2 separate regions of the Mus musculus genome follow, and region 1 is linked to region 2. A link is a contact called in public promoter capture Hi-C data. All regions are on one chromosome and are shown on one strand. The core of a region is the stretch at or near the end of the contact, and the rest is flanking DNA. Distances in the headings are between cores, read along the strand shown.

Region 1 (4,017 bases), core at 1,432-3,931, about 33 Mb after region 2:
ATGCAGACGTCCTGCTGTCCATCAAACTGAGCTGCTCAAGGTCACCAATGGATCTGTATGGTGTGGGTCTGTAGCACCTGGTGCAGCTGATCCTTCTAGCCCGGGGACATTACTCCCATCTTCCTTTCTGAACACATTAGGGCATGCTTGTCTGCCCACATCACTGGCTGTTTCTTCTTGGTCTTCCTTGTAATATCAACCTCTTAACACTGTAATAACCCAAGGCTTGTATATGGCAACTTCTCTATTCCATTTACACTCACACCCCCTAGCGGCCCCTGGATTCCATCTAATTTTGTGGTTTCTTGTTCTGTTCTGTTCTGTTGTTGTTGCCGCTGTTGTTTTTTAAAACAACTATTTATTTTATGTATATAAGTACATTGTAGCTATCTTCAGACACACCAGAAGAGAGCATTGGAGCCCATCACAGACCGTTGTGAGCCACCATGTGGTTGCTGGGAATTGAACTCGGGACCTCTGGAAGAGCAGTCAGTGCTCTTAACCACTGAGCCATCTCTCCAGTCCTTCTTGTTTTGTTTTACCCAGGGCCTTGTACACATTAAGCAAACCCTCAACCACTGACCTCCATACCCAACTTCACTATCATGGTTTTAAATAAATCAGTTTGGACTCCTCCCTTAAGACCAGGATCAACACTCTTCACACCTATCTAACTTTGCTTTAGACAGAGCATCCCTATGTAGCCCATGTGGCCTTCAACTCACCATCTTCCTACTTCAACCTCTCTAGTCTTGGGTCAGGATTAAGCCAACATACCCAATCTTCAAGGTATCTTTACTATTTAACAGGTACTTTAAACGGAACATACCCATTGTATAAAAATGTGCGCACACACACACCCCAGAATAGCATGGGTCACTTGTCACTTTCTTAAAAATCTTCATAAATATCATATTAGAAGAGATGCCCTAGACATACACACACACACACACACACACACACACACACACACACACACACACACGAGAGAGAGAGAGAGAGAGAGAGAGAGAGAGAAAGTTGGTCTGGGAGGAGTTTGGGTGTGTGGATAAAAACATGATCAAACTACATGGAAGTGTTTTAATAAAAAAAAAATTAAAAACAGAAGAAAAGCTTGTCAGATGTAGTGGCACATGTCTGTAATCCCAGCACTTGAGGCTGAAACAAGAGAATTGTGAATTCCAGGCCAACCTGGGCTATGCAGCAATACCTGTCTTTAAAAGCTTTAAACAGAGAGGAAAAAAAAAAGGGAAAGAAGAATAAAAGAAAGTCAGCACTAGCAAATCTCTACAAAAGAGCAAACCTCCTCTCTCTCCTGGAACTAAGCTTTTTCTGTAGTTGTTGCTGTCTCTGAAGTCTACTGCAGCTAGCTCACTGTCTGCATGGCAGATCTGAAGGCTTTATCTGGGTTTTCCTTTCTATAATGTGCAACTGTGCTTCCAGAACCCAGAACAGTCCCTGATCCAGCACTGTAATCCACTGTGATCCATGGATGAACCTGAGTCCTTGTAAGAACTAAATCATGGAGCTGGAGAGACTTGCTGCTCTCCCTGAGAACCCAAATCCAGTTCCTAGTGTCCACGCAGGCTAACTCCAGCTGCAGGAGACCCAAGGCCCTCTTCTGGCCTCCACGGGCACATGCATATACCCATACCCAGAAATAATAAAAATAGACCTCTAAAGCAAAAATACTATAATCATTCCTTTCGCAAACTTAGATACCCTGTTTAGACTCCCCCCACCCCCACCCCGGCATCCTCCTCCTTCTCGGAGTCTTCCTCCACCTTACCTAGTGATCGGCTGCTTAAAAAATGACTTCTAGTCTCAGATCTCATTCACCCTCAAACTGTATACTTTTCTGGATGTCTACTGACCACTATATGGGCCAGTTCTTCCATTTTCCCTTCGTTCATTCCACCTACCTCCACGTAATTACCAGAATTCACCTGTTTCTTTCACGTCTCAGGTTCTTCTGCCAAGAATTCTTTTGCCAATGTGTCCCTGGAGCAACCTCTTAACCATTTTTTTCAGGGCCCGGTTTAGGCCTCACTTTCTCTGGGAAGCCTTCCCGATGTGTAAAGGGTCCCAGGGTCTTGATGGCTTCTTGACAGCCCTAGGCTGTCATGGCTGGAGGCTAGATCCATATTTCCCCACCGTGCCCTGAACTCCCCGAGGTCAGGAAGGGTCTGATTCACCCTCTCGTCCCACGCACTCACTAGTTGCAGAATGAATGAATTCAGGGTGAGGCTGGAGTCCCTGACTGCTGAAGGCGGGGTCTGGTGACAAATGAGAGGGTGTGGCCCACACCAATAAGAACCCCTGGAAAGAGATAACGTGGGAAAACAACCAATAGGAACCAAGAGCTCTGGGAGGGCGTGCCCTGAAGACAAATAAAGGGCGTGAGACAGGGTGAAGGGCGTGCCCAATGGAGGGCGGAGCTAGGAGACAATGGACTTGGGGGAATTCCCTGGTAAATCAAGAAGGGTGAAGTCTTAGTCATATTTAGTCTCGGTTTTTGGAGTGGGGTAGGGGTTCGGTCCGCGTGCCGCGCCCCCACCTGATCACGCCTCTTTTGCTGCCCGCAGTTCCTGCTCCTCAAAGCCGATCGCTGGCCGCCGAGACCATGGAAGCCCGCGCCAAAGACACGCGCACTCGGGCGCGCGCACGCTCACACGAAGACGCAAGGGCCACGTCCGTCTCCGCCGTAGGGGGCGTGCTTAAGCTCGCTGTGGGCGGAGCCAAACGTGCGAAGAGGGGCGGGATTCGCTGCCACCCTGCGCCCCTGGACCGCGTCTGGTCCTAGACTTCCCCCTCTTCAAACTTCCGCGCTTCTAAAGCGACTGGCGAGGGCGATGAAACCATTTACTGCTTGCCGGTAGTAGATACATAGGAAGTGAGTACTCCACGGGAGCCCAGGGTTCGGGGCACGCAGTCCACAAAGAGAGCAGATGTCTGCATAGGTGAGATGCTGCCAGAATACTAGGATTCAGCCAGGATTATAGATGTACCACTGTGCACGGACCCCTAATTGCACTGTTGCTTTCACCGGCGCGCCCCCAACACATAGATTCAGACGTGTCGTAGACGTGGCTTTATTACGCAAACAGATGGGTGTCAGGAGCAGGGACCTGAAGGGAGGCAGGAGGACAGGGAGGGCGTAGGCGTCGGTACCAGGCTGAAGAGCGCCCGGCGGCCAGTGGACGGTGAGGGCGGTGGACCCGCCTGCAGCGAACTGAGTGCTGCCTGACGATGCTCTCGGGACACGTCTCCGCGCAGGTCCAAGAGGGCAGAGACGTGATCCTCGCTGCAGGAATACCACCACGTGCGTCAGCCCAGCCCTCCCTCGTCCTCCTGGGCCGTTCCTCCCCTGTCCCCTTCCTCGCACCTCACGTCGGGAAATTGCTGCCTCAAGCCTGCCACCTCGAGGCCAAGCAGTGTGGGGTCGTGGAGGTTGAGCAGTTCCCTCAGCGCGAGCAGGACGGGCGCGCAGTGAGCGCTCTCTTCCAGGCCCTGAACACATGGGAACAGGGTTTCCAGCGGGCCCTCGGCTCCCACCCAACTACAGAGATCCTCGACTGTCTGCCCTCCCAATGAGCTCTCACCAAACCAAGGAAAAGCTCTTTGAGCTGGGCAGCATCCTGCCGAAGTCGCTCAGCCGCCTGGCTCCGCTCGTCCGTACCGCGGCACACTAGGCGGCCCTGCATCAGAGCCCTTAGGTATTGTAACACCACGGTTCGTTCCGCCTCTGCCAGCAGCAGCTGCAGGACAGTAATCAGTTTGAATATAGGGTCCCACCAGCACAACCCCTTCCCCAGCTTTCCTCTCCTCGCCCTACCTGAACACCAGGCTTCCGTACGCGCCAGAAGTCCTGGCAGAAGTGCGACGTCTGCTCACACACACCATCTAGCAACTCAGAACTCAATAGCCACCGGCGCGAGGGCAGAGCGGAGAACAGGGGCTAGGGAAAGCATAGCACAGACAGGGCTAGGGAAATGATCCGGATCCCGTAGAGGCCAC
Region 2 (3,857 bases), core at 1,217-3,716:
GAAAGTCCTCAAAGATTGACTGAGTTTAATCTCCAGGACTCTTTGGTGGAAAGAGAGAACCAACTTTGCAAGTTGTCCTCTGACCTCCGTGTGTAGTCACATACCCATAAAACAATAAATATAGAAACAAACAAAGCAGCATTCAGGAGCAAAAGGGCAGTGGCCACTGGGACTTGAATTCCTGGCCCTGCACTCCTGGCCATAGCCCGCTTTCTTTGTCCTACATCTTCCCCTGAGAACAAGGATTCCCAGACTGACCCATCTGCTTTGCAGGGCAAGTCGCCCAAGAGGGCTGATCTCCAGATCCTGCACTTGTGAGGCCCTGAGCTAGGTACAATATCCCCAGTGACCAGGAAAACTGATAAACACAAGGTGTGCTATCAGGTGACACACCTGGGTGCCTCCCCAGCAACTCTGACCCCCCAGGAGGCTAGTCCTACCTGGTATCATCCTGGCAGGGACTGCAGAGTGCCGACAAGGCTCACCAGGATAAAGTTGGGTCTGAGAACAAAACTCAGCCAGAGGTGGTCCAGTTTCTGCATTGATCCATGTGCATCAATTATAGGGCACAGGAAAGTGAGCACTTGTACAAGGTTCGATGGTTTCCAGCCGAACAGTGGCATCCCTACTGCACACGACACAGTGAGCTTGTTCTTTAGTCCCAGGCCAGAAAACACCTGGCTTGGCACCTTCCCTGGGCAGCTCTGAGCTCTGGGTGCTATATATGATCCATGTCCAGATAATCACAACCCAAGGTTCCTTGGTTCAAAATGGGGGTTGAACCCCAGGCCTTTGGGTTCTTAGCAAGGGCTCCACACTGAGCTACAACCATATTTTCTTTTGCCCCTTCTTTCTTCCAATTAATTAATTAATTAATTAATTAATTTTGAGACAGGGTCTCTCTACAGAGTCCTGGAACTTACCATGTAGACCAGGCTGACCTCCAACTCAGAAATCCTCCTGCCTCTGCCTCCAGAGTGCTGTGTTAAAGGTGTGTGTCTAGAACTCCTTATTCTCCTGCCTCTGCCTCTCAAGTGCTGGGAAGACAGACCCATGGCACCATGCCAGGCTTTGTAAAGTTTTAGTTTCTACAAACTGGCTAGATTCTGCCACGGTCAAACTCCTTTGGCCTACTCACATCAGATCCAGACAACCCCTACCAACCATTCTGTCTAGTGACAGAAAAACTAGGACATGATAGTTTGTAAGTTCGTCAGGACCAGGCCTGACAACTTGAATCTGATCCCAGGTATCCACAAGGTGAAAACTGTCCTCTGACTTCCATACACGTGGCAATGCACAACACACACACATAAATAAACATTAGAAAATAAAATAAGAGAAGGAAAACTTGTCCCAACTTAATTTGTTGGTGACTTGCTAAAATGGAACCAAAGACATCACCTACCACCAATCCCAGAGTCGGAATCATAACAGAAAAGAACAGTGGACGCCAGAGGGATGTGGCGCTCAGGGACAACAAGCAAGAGATTATGTGGTGATATCGCCCCATTCACACACACATCTGCTGTCTGAAAGGTGAGTGCGGGATGCTAGGTGCTAGCCACAGGACAAGGCTGACACCTTGACTTCCTTATTTGACAGGAAGCAGGAGGATGCCACGGTCCAACCACGTCATCAACCTGGTCAGCTACTGGGAATCCCGCCTAGCCCAGGGCTTCTGCCAGAGTTACCTTGGTGCTCTGTTTCTCCTTCATGATGATCCGGGACAGGAGGACCACCCAGATGGGCATGGTGGCCTTGACTGCAAGAGAGGAAAAGGCACTCAGTGGGCAGTCCTGGCAACCTGCACACCCGACCCTGAACCTTCCTTCTGTAAGGCTTCCTCTCGATCCCAATAGCTGGAGTCAATTCTGCTAGGCGCTCGGTAAACTCCTCAGACCTTTTCCAACGTGAGAATCCGACGCACCTTGGCGGCGTCTCAGTCAGACGGCCCGCGCACTCGTACCCACACTTCGAAGCCCCAGACAGCGCGCAAAGCCCGCCTCAGCACTTACCGGTGTGCGCGTAGGAGACCGGCACCTTCCAGATGCTGACGTGCGCCGACACCGACGCGAAGTACTTGCCAAAGGCAAGCGGCAGTACGTAACGCGGATAGAAGCGCGGCGGCAGCAGCGGGCCGGACGCCGGATGCGGGCCGGGTCCGGGGCCCGACACGGGTGGCGCGGGCGGCACGCGCCAGGCGCGCAGCAGCGGCGGCAGCCCCGCGCACAGCGCTAGGATGTGGCACAGCGACACGGTGACCGGGAACGGGAAGGCGCTCAAAATCACCTTGTTGACCACGTTACCGCCCGCGCTCAGCGCGTACCATAGTAGACACAGCACCGCCACCCGCGCACCCTCGCGCGCCCCGCCGCCGCCACCCGCGCCCGGGACCCCTGCGCCCGCGCCGGGACCCGCGGTTGCCGCCGCCGCCATCCTGCCCGAGCGGCCGCCCCTTCCCGCCGGACGACCGCCGGACGCGGGCAGGGGGCGGGACAGCCCTGGAGGGCGCGCCGGCAGACGCCGCTCACCATTGGCCCCTGGCCCTTGCGTCATCGCCGCTCGCCATTGGCCACCGCCCCATACGTCATCGTCGCGCGTCCGCCGACGCGCCCGTACACGTCGTCGGCGAGGGCCCTACCCTCACTTAAACGCTTTCCGGGAGGGGGCGGGGCTAAGCCCGGAAGGCGGGCCGTAGGGCCCGCGGGTGGGTTAAGCGCGTTACGTTCTCTCCGGTGACTGGCAGGACTCCGTGGGAGGTGCCGGGCGACGCGGGCCCGCCCACTTGAGGCTGTGGAAGCCGCGTGCCTGGGGCGTAGACAGGGCTTAGATCTTTTAGAAGAAAAGAAACCGATTGCGGTAAATCCTCTGGACTACGCCGGGTCCTCGGAAGCTGTGCGGTAGGTGTCAATTTCCCCTCACAGACCAACCGAGAGAAATCCAGGGTTAAGTGTCTCCTGCGACAGTGTCTTAAGAGCTCAGCTGACCGGTACGATGCTGGGCAAAACCACGAAGGCAGGACTAGACTTACAAAACTCGATTCCCAAGATCGTGTGCTTTTAAGTGAGGGAGAATAGTTGTTCGCGCTCCTTAAAATGTGTTCATTTATGGAGGCGGGCACGAGCGTGTGTATACACATATTGAGGTCAGACGAGTTGAGTCTTTTGTCTCTTTTCTACCATGTGCATCCAGGAAAAGAAACTAACTCTGGCAGCAAGCGTTTATTTGCTGAGCCATCTCGCCAACCTCAATATTCTCCTTTACAGCGTCTCCTTGAATGCCAGGGTGTCTTTCTACCTCACCTATGTTTTGGTTTGCTTTTCTCTGTGTAACAGATTCCTGGCTGTCATGGACTCGATTTGTAGATTAGGCTAGCTTCGAACTCAGAGATTTGCCTGCCTCCGCCTCCTGAGCACCATGCGTAGCTACTCACCCGTTCTTCAAGGTAGACTGTGTTGTACCCTGGGGTTTGCTGGATACTCATCACACATGTGGCAGTCCTTGTGGATCTGAGTAGAAAATGGCCTGGTCCCTCCCAAAGCAGGAGTTTAAGAATATGGTGATAGGACGCTGGGCTTTGTACCCTAAGGCCTTTGTCACAAACTAAATACAAGAGGAATTAGGATCTTTGGACAGAGCAGTGTCAGATGGCCCCACTGATGTGTTTTGGTTGCTTTTATTTCATATTGGATTTGGCCCTGGCAACTCTGGAAGCTTTTTCATTTCACAACAGGTACATGTACTCAGGGCAACCCAGCTGTGGTTTCACCTCCTCAAATGGCCCTGTAATGGGGAGTGGGGCCATTCTGCAACAAACCTCAGAAATTCCTACTGGCTCTGAAACGGGTTCTGGG

Evidence for each region. Promoter capture Hi-C pulls out the DNA fragments that hold promoters and counts their contacts.
Region 1: a contact with region 2 is called in a promoter capture Hi-C map of cranial neural crest. The contact joins the promoter of 4931428F04Rik here to the promoter of Slc35e1 in region 2. A contact is called at or near these places in 2 of 39 promoter capture datasets (the HPC-7 cell line and cranial neural crest) and 1 of 9 other capture datasets (pancreatic islet).

The regions. Positions count from the first base shown.
Region 1 is chr8:105,286,847-105,290,863 of GRCm38.p6, forward strand. 4931428F04Rik (RIKEN cDNA 4931428F04 gene) reads right to left here and starts at 2,682. Exons shown (of 8, transcript NM_028888.2): 1 at 2,558-2,682; 2 at 1,923-2,319. It overlaps Exoc3l (exocyst complex component 3-like), which reads right to left. Exons shown (of 14, transcript NM_177788.5): 11 at 3,836-3,958; 12 at 3,603-3,758; 13 at 3,386-3,510; 14 at 3,077-3,304. The coding sequence ends at 3,115.
Region 2 is chr8:72,490,148-72,494,004 of GRCm38.p6, forward strand. It overlaps Slc35e1 (solute carrier family 35, member E1), which reads right to left and starts at 2,467. Exons shown (of 6, transcript NM_177766.3): 1 at 2,019-2,467; 2 at 1,695-1,765. The coding sequence starts at 2,439.